Regions from separate parts of the Hordeum vulgare genome. Here region 1 is linked to region 2. Evidence: chromatin contacts called from public Hi-C data. All regions are on one chromosome and are shown on one strand. Each heading gives the region's core, a stretch centred on a gene start, on an enhancer-like site or on the middle of the called end of the contact. The rest is flanking DNA. Distances are from core to core; before and after follow the strand shown.

Region 1 (5,015 bases), core at 1,905-4,404, 150 kb before region 2:
TGCCTTCTTGCTTCCCAAGTTCCTTCCAATTCATGTACCTGAGCATAACAAGGGCCTTTCATGAAACTGGTAAGGAGATATAAATTAGTATGAATGAAAGGACAAGCACGAGACAGTGCATCATCAGCCAAGATTCATTATCTACATCAAAGGGTCACTATAATCTTTTACGAAGGTGATGTTATCTAAGTCTTGACAGATTCATAAGTTTATTATCCACATTTTCGTACAGATAAAATAATACTCCCTCCGTCCCAAAATTCTTGTCTTAGATTTGTGCACGTTTTAGTATTTTGATATATCCATTTCTAGACAAACCTAAGACAAGAATTTTGGGACGGATGGAGTAGTAAAAATAAAGAGTGCATCGTGGATAGATTGCAGATGCATTCCTCAAATGAAATCAGCCGACTATCCTAGTTAACTGAGTGATATGTTAGTACTTAACAGCTACCGAGTTATCTGTTTTTAAAATGAGTAAGAGCACAGAAAATATCGCTAGAAAAGATGTCTCCTAATTTTCCTCGTGTAGCAGGGAGCAGGTTCTTCAAAATAGCACAAAGAAGGTGTCTCCTAGTCCTCATATGAGCTAGCAGGAAAACAAACATAAAAACACATGAAATTTGGGAAATACTTTTAATATAAATAACATGACTGTTCCCCATTAATATAAAAAATGTAGGGTGCAATTTTGTGTAGATGGATACTGCAATTTGCAATGAAGTTGAATGAATAGTGTGTCCTCATAAATGTTTCATACCTAACAGTGTCCAAATACTACACCGTATAGCATAAGCTCTTGAAACAACTATAGCACATGTTAGGCTTACCAAACTTCTAACATATTCTCTGCCAAATAAATGACTATTAGGATATAAGGAACAGTACTACTCCGGCCTCTCATAAATGCAGCACAATCAAATTTATTCAGGTACCATATCACACAACGCATGCATGGCTCATTGACATCTTCCAGGTAACTCCATCCTAAGCTTTTGATATAAGAAATCAGTTCTTTCATCTTTGTACAAAGCTCATTACATGTATGAGATTATGAATTCTAGCATGATAAGATGCCTCCATACATATTGGAAAGATTTATATGCCCAGAATGGTGCTTCTATTGTACAGATAACTCTTGGTGAAAATAAGGGGAGCATTAAGATTGAAGAAATATTTACATGGTACGAGAGCTACTCTACTAATAAACCTAGCAGTCATAAAAAAATTGAAAGATTAAAAGCCACATGTAAAAATTATCTTAGAGAACTTGTTCAAAGTTTTCTTCTGGCATCATTTTCTCTTAACTCAGTAAAATATGTTTCCAGCTGTAGAAATATGGTGTCAGCAGTTGCGAATACTTTAAGACGGAAAGGTAAAATCACAAGTGCTGCTACATTTGATCCTACAAAAACAATTCAAGACATGTTTGTATTGAATATGATAAGTGCCAATACCAGGAGCATACCAATTTATAAAGAAGGGTCGTGGATTGTGAGCAGAACACGATAGAAAGACAAAGACTTTAATATGTCCCTTTGAACATGAGATGCGGAATTGAAGTTAGTATTTACTGAATGGGCTGTGCTCCTGCCATTTACCGAACAAATGATTCAAGTTCCCCAGTTGCATCCAATTGTTTTAGTACAGATTCCAGATGTTAAGTTATGCATAGGGAATACAAATCTGCATCTCATGTTCAAAGGTGCAGCACACAAGGTTTTGTTCACTCACAATCACACAATTTGCACAGAATTCATACAAACAATTGACTGAATGGCACTCTCAATGAACGAGGAATTATCAAACACAGTCATAACCACGCACAAAACCAACTCACCTGCATCTATCTCTCTGAACCAGCAAAGACATCCAAAATCCCACAGCAATTCCACCATTTTGCCCGATGCCCCGCAGCAGCAACCGCCACTGCCGGTCCCCGTACAACCTGCAGCAAAAGTAATAACCCACCCAATGAGATATCACAGCTTCAAAATACAGGGGATGGATGGCAAACAAGCAGAAACGTTATTGTACCTCTGTAGTCTGCGCAGGAGCTGGCTCACGAGACCGTGACACCTCATCCTTTGCCTCCGGTTCCTGCACCACAGCAGCCGTGTCCGTATCCCTGACCACCACCCCCTCGGCCTTCGTCTCCGTCTCCGGTTGATGCGCAGGATGCACCTTGGCCGTGTCCCGGACCACGACCTCCTCGCTCCTCACCTCTGGTTCCAGCACCTCGGGTGCTTCGGACACCACGACGTCCTGCACCTCCGGTTCCTGCACCACGGCATGCGCCTCCGCCGTCACGTCCACCTTACCCTCTTGCTCCGGATCAGCAGCTTCAGGCGGCAAAGCGTCAACCATGACCTCCTCCCCGGCCTCGCCCGTGGCGCCCTCATCGGCGACCTCGACGGCGCGCTCAACCGGCACCTCCGACGCGGCGCCCTTGCTCTCCTCGTCGGCCACCTCCGCCCTCGGCGTCACCATCTCCTCGGAGCTCTCCATGGAATCCTCGCTTGCGTCCACTGCGCCCACCACCGAACACAAGCACACGGCATCAAAAACACACACACGCATCCATCATCTTGTAGGGCACGAAAGGAGGCGAGGCGAGGCGAGGCGAGGCGAAAAAGGCGAACAGCTCATAAAGCGGGCGGTGGGGGAGGTGCGGGCGGCGCCAGCGGAGGGCGCGCGAATGCCACCCTCGCTGCAAGCGCAAAAGGCGATTCCTGCCCTCCCCGCTGGAGCCGAAAGCGGCGTGGCGCAGATCTGCCCGCGGCTTAAAGAGAGGGGGAGGAGGGGAGGGGTGGGTGCCAAGCCATGCGTGCGTACCGGGAGGAATGGTAAGTTTGATTGGTAGGTGGTTTCCATCGCTGGCGGCGTCGCCGTGGCTCGAGTTATTGCTTCCGTCGTTGTTGTTGGTGGTGGTGGCGCCGCCGTTGGACCCGGCGGGCTGGCCCCCCTGCTGCTTCTTCTTGAGCTTCGCGCGCTTTTTGGCGCCCTTCGGCATGGCGGAATTGGAGGGTGCGGCGCCGGCGATGGAAGGAGGGGAGGAGAGAGGAGGGGAGGAAGGGGAAGGGGGGAGCAGATTTGTTTTGTTGTGGAGGGAGGGAGGGAGGGGATCAGTTTTTGCTAGGTTTACATTACACAGATGGGTCGAATTTGAACGGCGTTATCTTATTTATCTGTGCCGAAAACGTATCGTTTGTTTCTCAAGTTGTACATATTGTTATTTATCCCGAAAATATGTTTAGTTCACTATTAAACTATCCTCGGCAGGTTAATATTGTCATGTTAAAAAGAAACTGAAGTGATAAGTCAACTTATGACGTCTTTCGATGACAATTCCAATCATGAAAGGACTGTAAATTTCATCAACACATATGAAATGTCCAAATTAAACTGAAACACAAAAGTTACACAACTAAAGTTGTTCCGCAAAAAAAGCCCGAGGATTCCCGAGCAATTTGCCCACGGGAGCGTTTCGGTGCGTTTCGTATCAAGAGGAGGCCGCCCCGCCTCCAACACCTTTTTTTTAACGGTGTCTCGGACCTTTTTTAACTCGTCCATTAACCACAACGTGCCCAGCTTGGCTGCATGCGAATCCCCTGATCTAAAAACGGCTGCTCGCTCCAATGGCCATGGGCTGCACCGCAATACGTTTTAGAAGATGACAATTCAACTCCAGGCTGGTACAGCCAATTTGCCACACCCTCTCTCTTTTTCGACACCTTAGTAATAAGTTGATGACACAAGGGCCACACGGTCCTCGTGCGCAGAAAATCGCGTCGACACCTTTTCCCGGTGACAGATGCAGGCTTGTTTCAAAGAGAGCCACACGATCCGGTGCGCTCCTGGACACCAAACCGAACTCGTGCCAGCGGCTCCCCCTTTGCCGCTGTTGGTTTCGACGTGGCCCACGCCGTTTGAGCGCTAGGGGCGCCGGACTGATGTGCCACCTTGACTGATGGACGAACTGGATCCAGAGACTCGCCTATCGGCCCACAGTGGGACGAGGGCGTCGTCTTGGATTGGAAGGGTCGGCCGTCTAATCGAAGATCATCAATTGGACGCATTGGTTTCCACGCCCGTTCCTTCAAGCTTTTTCTTTATTTATTTCTGTCCGTGAAAATGCAGCCGTATGGTTATTGGTGTCTCTGGTCCTTGAGATTTAAATCTGCCCGTCTTCCTTAGAGAGAGACAAAACTGGCCAACTTGAGGATAAGAAAAAGGCCTGGTTATTCGAATCTGGCACTAGTTAACCAGCATGTTATCGCGATCTGAGTGCGAGATTCCTGTTTGAATTGTTTCAAACCTGATTCCGTTTTGTACCAATTCAATATCCAGAGGGACGTACTGTATGATTTAAGTATTCAGGTGCCGCACAAATCCGTTCCCACGCTGTCCCGACGCGACGCATGTGGATGTCAGTGCGGAACACAAGCACCTCAGGCTAACATGCACTCACTCGCTTGGAGCGCGTAATTGTTTATATGGAAGAAAGAAGAAGAAAAAAAGGGCGAAGATGCCCCTGGAAAAGGACTGGGGAGCGCTGGTTAGCGTGTAGTTCCTCCTCGACCGTCTGTATGGCTCCATGTTGCACGTATCATCATACCATGGATGAGACCGGGCCTACATTAAACCAGCATGAGAATGACATAAATGATTCCGTGGCTATTCTTCTAAAAACATATGGGAACCAACAGTGACATGTAATCTGAAACAAATACTCCTATGCATTTCAATGGCACGATTAACTGTGCTTTCTCATGAGTCACGACGCAATTGACGATTAGCTTTCCTTTTTTTTTTTGACAATTAGTTGTGTTTTTTATCGAGAGGGCACTCTATCATAGAGCAAGAAAGCATTCTACCCAGAAGCACACGCCCTCATCACAATACAACGATTAGGACGTGTACAACCAATACACACTCTTGCACGTTTCGAGAAGCACGGATACATATAATTGAAACATAACAAGAGAATGCAAGTTTGTTCTTTTTAACACTCG
Region 2 (5,624 bases), core at 2,067-4,566:
TATAATTAAATACCGAGGAAGCCCCGGATGATAGGGATGCACGCCTACCTAAAAAAAACTAAATATCAAATATAATGCTTGTATGCACCAACCATCGAACACCTTGATTATAGGGTTGCACAGGTTACCGCCGGACTGTTTGACGATAGGGTTGCGCTGCACTGACGTGAACAAATTGCCTATCGCCAAGGACTGATATACCCTACCATTATCAACCCCACGATAGAAAAAAGACCAGATCTCAATTATTTTCAAGTCGGGATCAAATCTGGCTTACCTTCGTAAAAGAGTCATAACAGTGAAAAATTGGGTGAGGGTTGGGTCTGAAACGGAAACGAGTCCCAATCCGCATCTTGTCCGATATAGTACGTCCGACCAGCCGGAGACGTGACGTTGCAGACGCCCATGGCATGGCAGAATATAACATCGAACGAGAAAGTGAATATTGAACAGCCGAGACGCGTGTGGAAGACGCATCGGACGGCTGATCGGAGAGGAGTTACATTTAACCGACACGTACGTACACGGAACAGAAAACTAGTCTCCGGGTTGGCTAAGGCATGCATATGTTTCCTTCTAGGCCTAGCATCGGACGGGGCCGGGACTCGTTTCCTTTCCATTTATAAAAACCTCTCTTTCCTGTTGCAAAGTTGTACTGCCTGATCAATGGTGGATTCTCCCGCGATAACTTTCCTTCTGGTAAGTTTGTCCTTCCTGGTGCAATTAAGTTAGGTAGTTTGTGAGTTGTGACCCATGCTTCATGGTACGCTTTGTGCCCGACGCAAAATCTGATGCTCCGCTGCACTTTTGTTCCAGGCACCAACGTCTTGATTAAGTGCGCCGTACACAAACTGGACGAATTGTGTCAAGTATATACTAAAGGGTTGATTCATCGATGGCGTCCGTTTCTACATGGTCGGATCTCCCCAGAGAGCTTCTACGCATCATCATCGCCGGCCTCCCGGACCCGATTGACCACGCTCGCTTCCGAGCAGTGTGCCGTTCCTGGCGGTCTGTCCCGTCTCCACGAAAGCTACCCAAGGTCATGATCCCAGCAGGATCCGTGTTGCTCCCCTTTGAGAGCGGCCGCCACAGAATGTTCGTCCTTCCAAAACACCTGCGCTTCATTGGTTCCACGGACTGCTTTCTCGCCATGAGTTACACCAATACTAAGAAGAGGCATATATACGTGTTGACTAATCCTTTCTCAAGGACGATGGTGGAGCTCCCGGAGCTTGACGCTGTAATCGGCAATGTTCCCAAAACCTTTCAGATCCACAAGGTGCTGATGCACTCGGGCCTCGTTGGTCTCGTCGTTATAAGGACCAACAATCGCAATCATCCCATCATCTTGCTAAAGCCAGGCAGGGGTGTGTGGTTACCCAAGCCACGACATCAACCCTTCACCTGTATCATTGACGTCGCGTTTGTGGGAGATACACTCTATGCGATCACACAGGCTGAGAACCTCATCTCCTTTGGCATCGCCTTTGATAGCAAGGGCATACCTACAGTTACCAGCATTAAGCGTGTCATCACAGGTCCGATTGTCACTCTTGAGAAAGCCAATGATGCATGGGGAAAGAGACGTGGCGACCACATAAATAACGACGCTATGCACTTGGCACGCGACCACGAGAGACCTTATGTTGATATCTTGACCATCTGGTACCTCGTAGAATCGCACGGGAAGCTCCTTATGGTGAGGCGCGAGATGGAATGTACTATCTTCCTTGAAGGTTTCACTCGTAAGGTTGAGGTTTTTGAAGCGGACGTCAGTGCAAGCACGTGGGTGCCCGTGTCGATTGGGCTACATGGCCATGCACTCTTTCTTAGCAAACACTCCAGCAAATCGGTCGTTGCAGGTGACGAGATTGAAGAAGATGCTATTTATTTTATAGACAACGGTGAAGTATTCAATCTAAGATTAAAAACTACAAGCCCCCCAAATGAATATTTCGGCTTTGATGCCATGTGGCTATTTTATCCCAGTTCTTTCTAGATCATAGTTTTTTTAGGATAAATCATAGTCTTTTTATTAGGGAAAAGATAGATCGTAGTATATTGTATTGGAGTAGTTGTTTACCGAAACTTGTAAGAGCAAACTATTACACGTATATAAATTAATGTGTTTTAATCTAGGGAAAATCTAACTAGTAGCATGCACACGCCTATCCTTCCGTGCGGCGGGACGCTGGTGACGTGCCGCGCTTCATCCAGCAGCTCAGAGAGAAGGCCGCATACTAATTCGAGTCAACCTTATCCACATATCATTCTCCCTCCCTCTCTCTCACGTATGTCCCCATCTCTTTTGCCTGTTCCCCTCCTCGTTCTTCTCGTGTGTTCCCCTTCACCTCCATGGATGCTTTCTATCTTTGTAGATTCCCTGCTACAACCACCTCACACCACCTTCTTCCTCCACGAATCAATCTTTCTCTTAACTCCACATCACGCTGTCATTACGGATGATGCAAAGAAGGCCCCAAAGATGATGCCCCCATCAAGCATTAGATAGCAAAATGATTTGGTATGTTATGATTTTGAGCTTGGGCTATACAATTGATATGATCTTCCCACTTCCCTTTCTTGCCTCTATTTTAATTAACATGACAATTTTTAGGATTCACAATGAATTCTGGCAACGAATTCTGTAGCGACTACTACGAAGTTCTAATCTGGCAACTAGGTACTTTTATTTCTGAGAAGTAAGCATTCTCTAACTTGGCAACCTGGTTTATCTATTCTGACAAGTTCATATAATTAATTCTGAAAATTATGGGGTAAACATGTACAACAAATTCGAGTATGGGAGTCTCGGCCACTATTCTGGCAACGGGATTCAACCAATCTGACAACCTGATTAAATTAATCTGGTAGTTAAGAGTAGCCGTAAAATCCAAACATGGCAAGCTCAACAACTAAGTTTTTTTCTTTTTGCGAATGAAGCGCAACAGTTAATCTGACAACCTGATATAAATAATCTAGAAATTTGATACAACTTATCCGGAAACTAGGGAGTAGGTAAGTACGAAAATCAAAATTTTGCAGCTTACATTGTCTTCTTTCCTTCAAAACCTTCATTTTATCATTGGTTTCCTCCCTAATGTTTTGTTCGTGAAAGCAGATCTAATGACCAACATCACTGCAAGTCTGTTGGAGAAGGAGCTAATGGTTAGACATAGTGAAAGCGACACGGGATCGTAGGTGAAGCCTTTTTGTTGAAAAAAGAAGTACGAAGGGCAACGTGAAAGCGACAGGTAAAAGTAGGCTCATGCGTGTCCTACCAACAAACAAACAGTTGTAAAACAAAACATTTTTTATGCATGGTGTATCCAGCAGCCGTCGCACTGAAAGATACATATGCGGTGCCGCTGTGTAGTGGTGTTCTTTAATATTATTATTTTTGTAGACACGTTTGAAGCGTTTTTTGCATTGCCTTTCTAGAGACAAGGCAAACAGATATAGTACGGAGTATCTGTTTTTTTTTTTCACACCGCATTCGTCTCCTTTGTTATACACATGTATCTTCCCCGCAAAAAAACATGTACTCCCTCCGTTCCTAAATATAAGTCTTTTTAGATGTTTCACTAAAAGTCTACATATGGATCTATATCGACACATTTTAAAGTGTAAATTCATTCATTTTGCTATGTATGTAGTCTCCTAATTGAATTTCTAAAAAGACTTATACTCCCTCCGTCCCAAAATAAATGTCTTAAGCTTAATATAATTTTGTACTAGAGCTAGTACAAAGTTAAGACGGTTATTTTGAAACGGAGGGAGTATTTAGGAACGAAGGGAGTATGTGTGTATGTACATGTTGCCTGGCAGCAGCGGGAAAAGCCAAATATGACAGCTGCTACAAATCAACTGGATGATTTTCTAAAGAAATCATCCAGCTCGCCAGCCATATGATTTATGCGCTGATTACTGTCCGATCACATCAACACTATGGCAGAACGGAGCCTGCGACACGTTCTATGCAGCACTGATGGCATTCGACAATGTTACATTGTAGCTCTCTTGGCAGCACCCACAGCGGCCGGTGAAGCTCCATTACAGCCCCGCCGAAGCTCCAACGCAGCATATATGGCTCCGGCGAAGCTTCATTGCAACTCCGGCGGAGCTCCATTGCAGCACCGATAGATCCGGTGAAGCTCCATTGCAACTCCACGAAGGTCCATTGCATCCCCGTCGGAGCACCAACGCAGCACCGACGGCTCCGGCGAAGCTCGTTGCAACTCCGTCGAAGCTTCGTTGCAACCCCGGCGAAAAGATGAAGCGGGAGATGCGGCAGTGATGCCAGCGCCGAGAGCTCATCGTCGCCGTACTTCAAGCGCATGCAACGCCACACCTTCCACAAACACGTACCTTCCTCTCCCCGTGTTGCTATGAATAAGGTGTCGCCGACGAGAACGCTCGCGGCTCACAACACGATGGGTACATTCGACATCACACTCACAGGAGCACGCCGGTAGCACGGGCGAGCAGCGATGACGTCTCCTCCTATAGCATCGGTGAGGCCGGGCGGCAGGGCCCTTGCAGTAGATCGCAACAGGTTCTCGACTCAGCGAGCGACCGTTGGGTAGCATCCACGATGGCGGCCGCAGCAGCCCCACCCGGCACCCCACGACGACGCCGGTGCACCCCCGCCTTAGAGCAATGGCGACCTTGTGCACGCGGGGTGGTTGGATAGCGATAGCCGGTCCATACATATTCCGGGCCATGGGACGAGACGATAAAATGAGGCCCTTGTGGACAAAATAAAAATTAAGAATATATTGTTTCTCGAAAGAAATTCAGTATATAGCATAGATTGATCGTCCAGAGAACTACATCAGAATAATATGGAAACAATATAGTTCTATAAAAGAGCGCGCTTCTAAGTTGCACAAAAGAGACTATCATCTCGCTCTTTTAAATATGAAAACTTGTCAAAACTGATAGCAACTTGAACATTTTATTTATTTTTCACTTTCTTTTCTCACATATAAACAATTTTCAGAACACATGTCACCAAATAATTACAGAAAAACTGTCAATATATACAGGGAACAAAAGCACGTGAGTATGGGCATATGGCTTGATGTCATATTCACAATGTAGTTTCCGAGATCTACAAGGCTGCAATACTCATTCCCCGTTTCCCGTTCTCATCCCTGGATCGAATGAAGGTTTGAAGAACATGCCAACAAAAGAGTAGAAACTAGGAAGAGAAGAATTGAAGATGTCAGATGGAGAGGCGGGATGTTTAAGAGGAATGAAAAAGAGTACTTGATTAGGCGAAGAAGGGAGACGTACCATCTTTGATGTGGTGATGCCTCAAACGTCTATTGATGGGAAACGTTGAGGATGCAATGAGAGGTGATTGGGGAAGGGGATAGCACTATCGTTCTCCATTAATGGATGCAGGGAGCACCACCTCAAATTTGGAAGTGCACGAGGGGTGGCGTTGTTGTCTGGGATTGGAGAATTTGGGGAAGGAGCCGAGGAGGCGAGGTTTTTTAGGAGCCAAAGAGGCGAGGTGATTGGAGGAGATCGATGGAGTGCTGCAGCAGCCTAGCGAACCAGCAATCGTTTTTTTCCGTCCGGGAGTGCTAGCTACGTGGTGGGCTTGGGCATTT

The links. A called contact is a pair of places that touch in the nucleus more often than the background predicts.
Region 1: a Hi-C map of leaf shows a contact between it and region 2, with 5 times the contacts expected there. The contact joins the promoter of LOC123444214 here to the enhancer-like site in region 2. A contact is called at or near these places in 2 of 6 Hi-C or Micro-C datasets (leaf and seedling) and 1 of 1 datasets of contacts at active chromatin or transcription factors (embryo).

What each region holds. Positions count from the first base shown.
Region 1 is chr3H:451,892,004-451,897,018 of MorexV3_pseudomolecules_assembly, reverse strand. It overlaps LOC123444214 (cytochrome c1-like), which reads right to left and starts at 3,154. Exons shown (of 4, transcript XM_045120867.1): 1 at 2,836-3,154; 2 at 2,038-2,528; 3 at 1,841-1,948; 4 at 1-66. The coding sequence starts at 3,013. The coding sequence ends at 1,847.
Region 2 is chr3H:451,737,638-451,743,261 of MorexV3_pseudomolecules_assembly, reverse strand. LOC123441848 reads left to right here. Exons shown (of 3, transcript XM_045118054.1): 3 at 946-1,049. The coding sequence ends at 1,049. Among protein-coding and RNA genes, the nearest start is that of LOC123441848, 11 kb to the left of the region's middle. Within about 2 kb of position 3,316, at least 1 of the 3 cell types and tissues checked has open chromatin away from gene starts, as enhancers often do. A contact at or near this core is called in leaf, where this site is marked.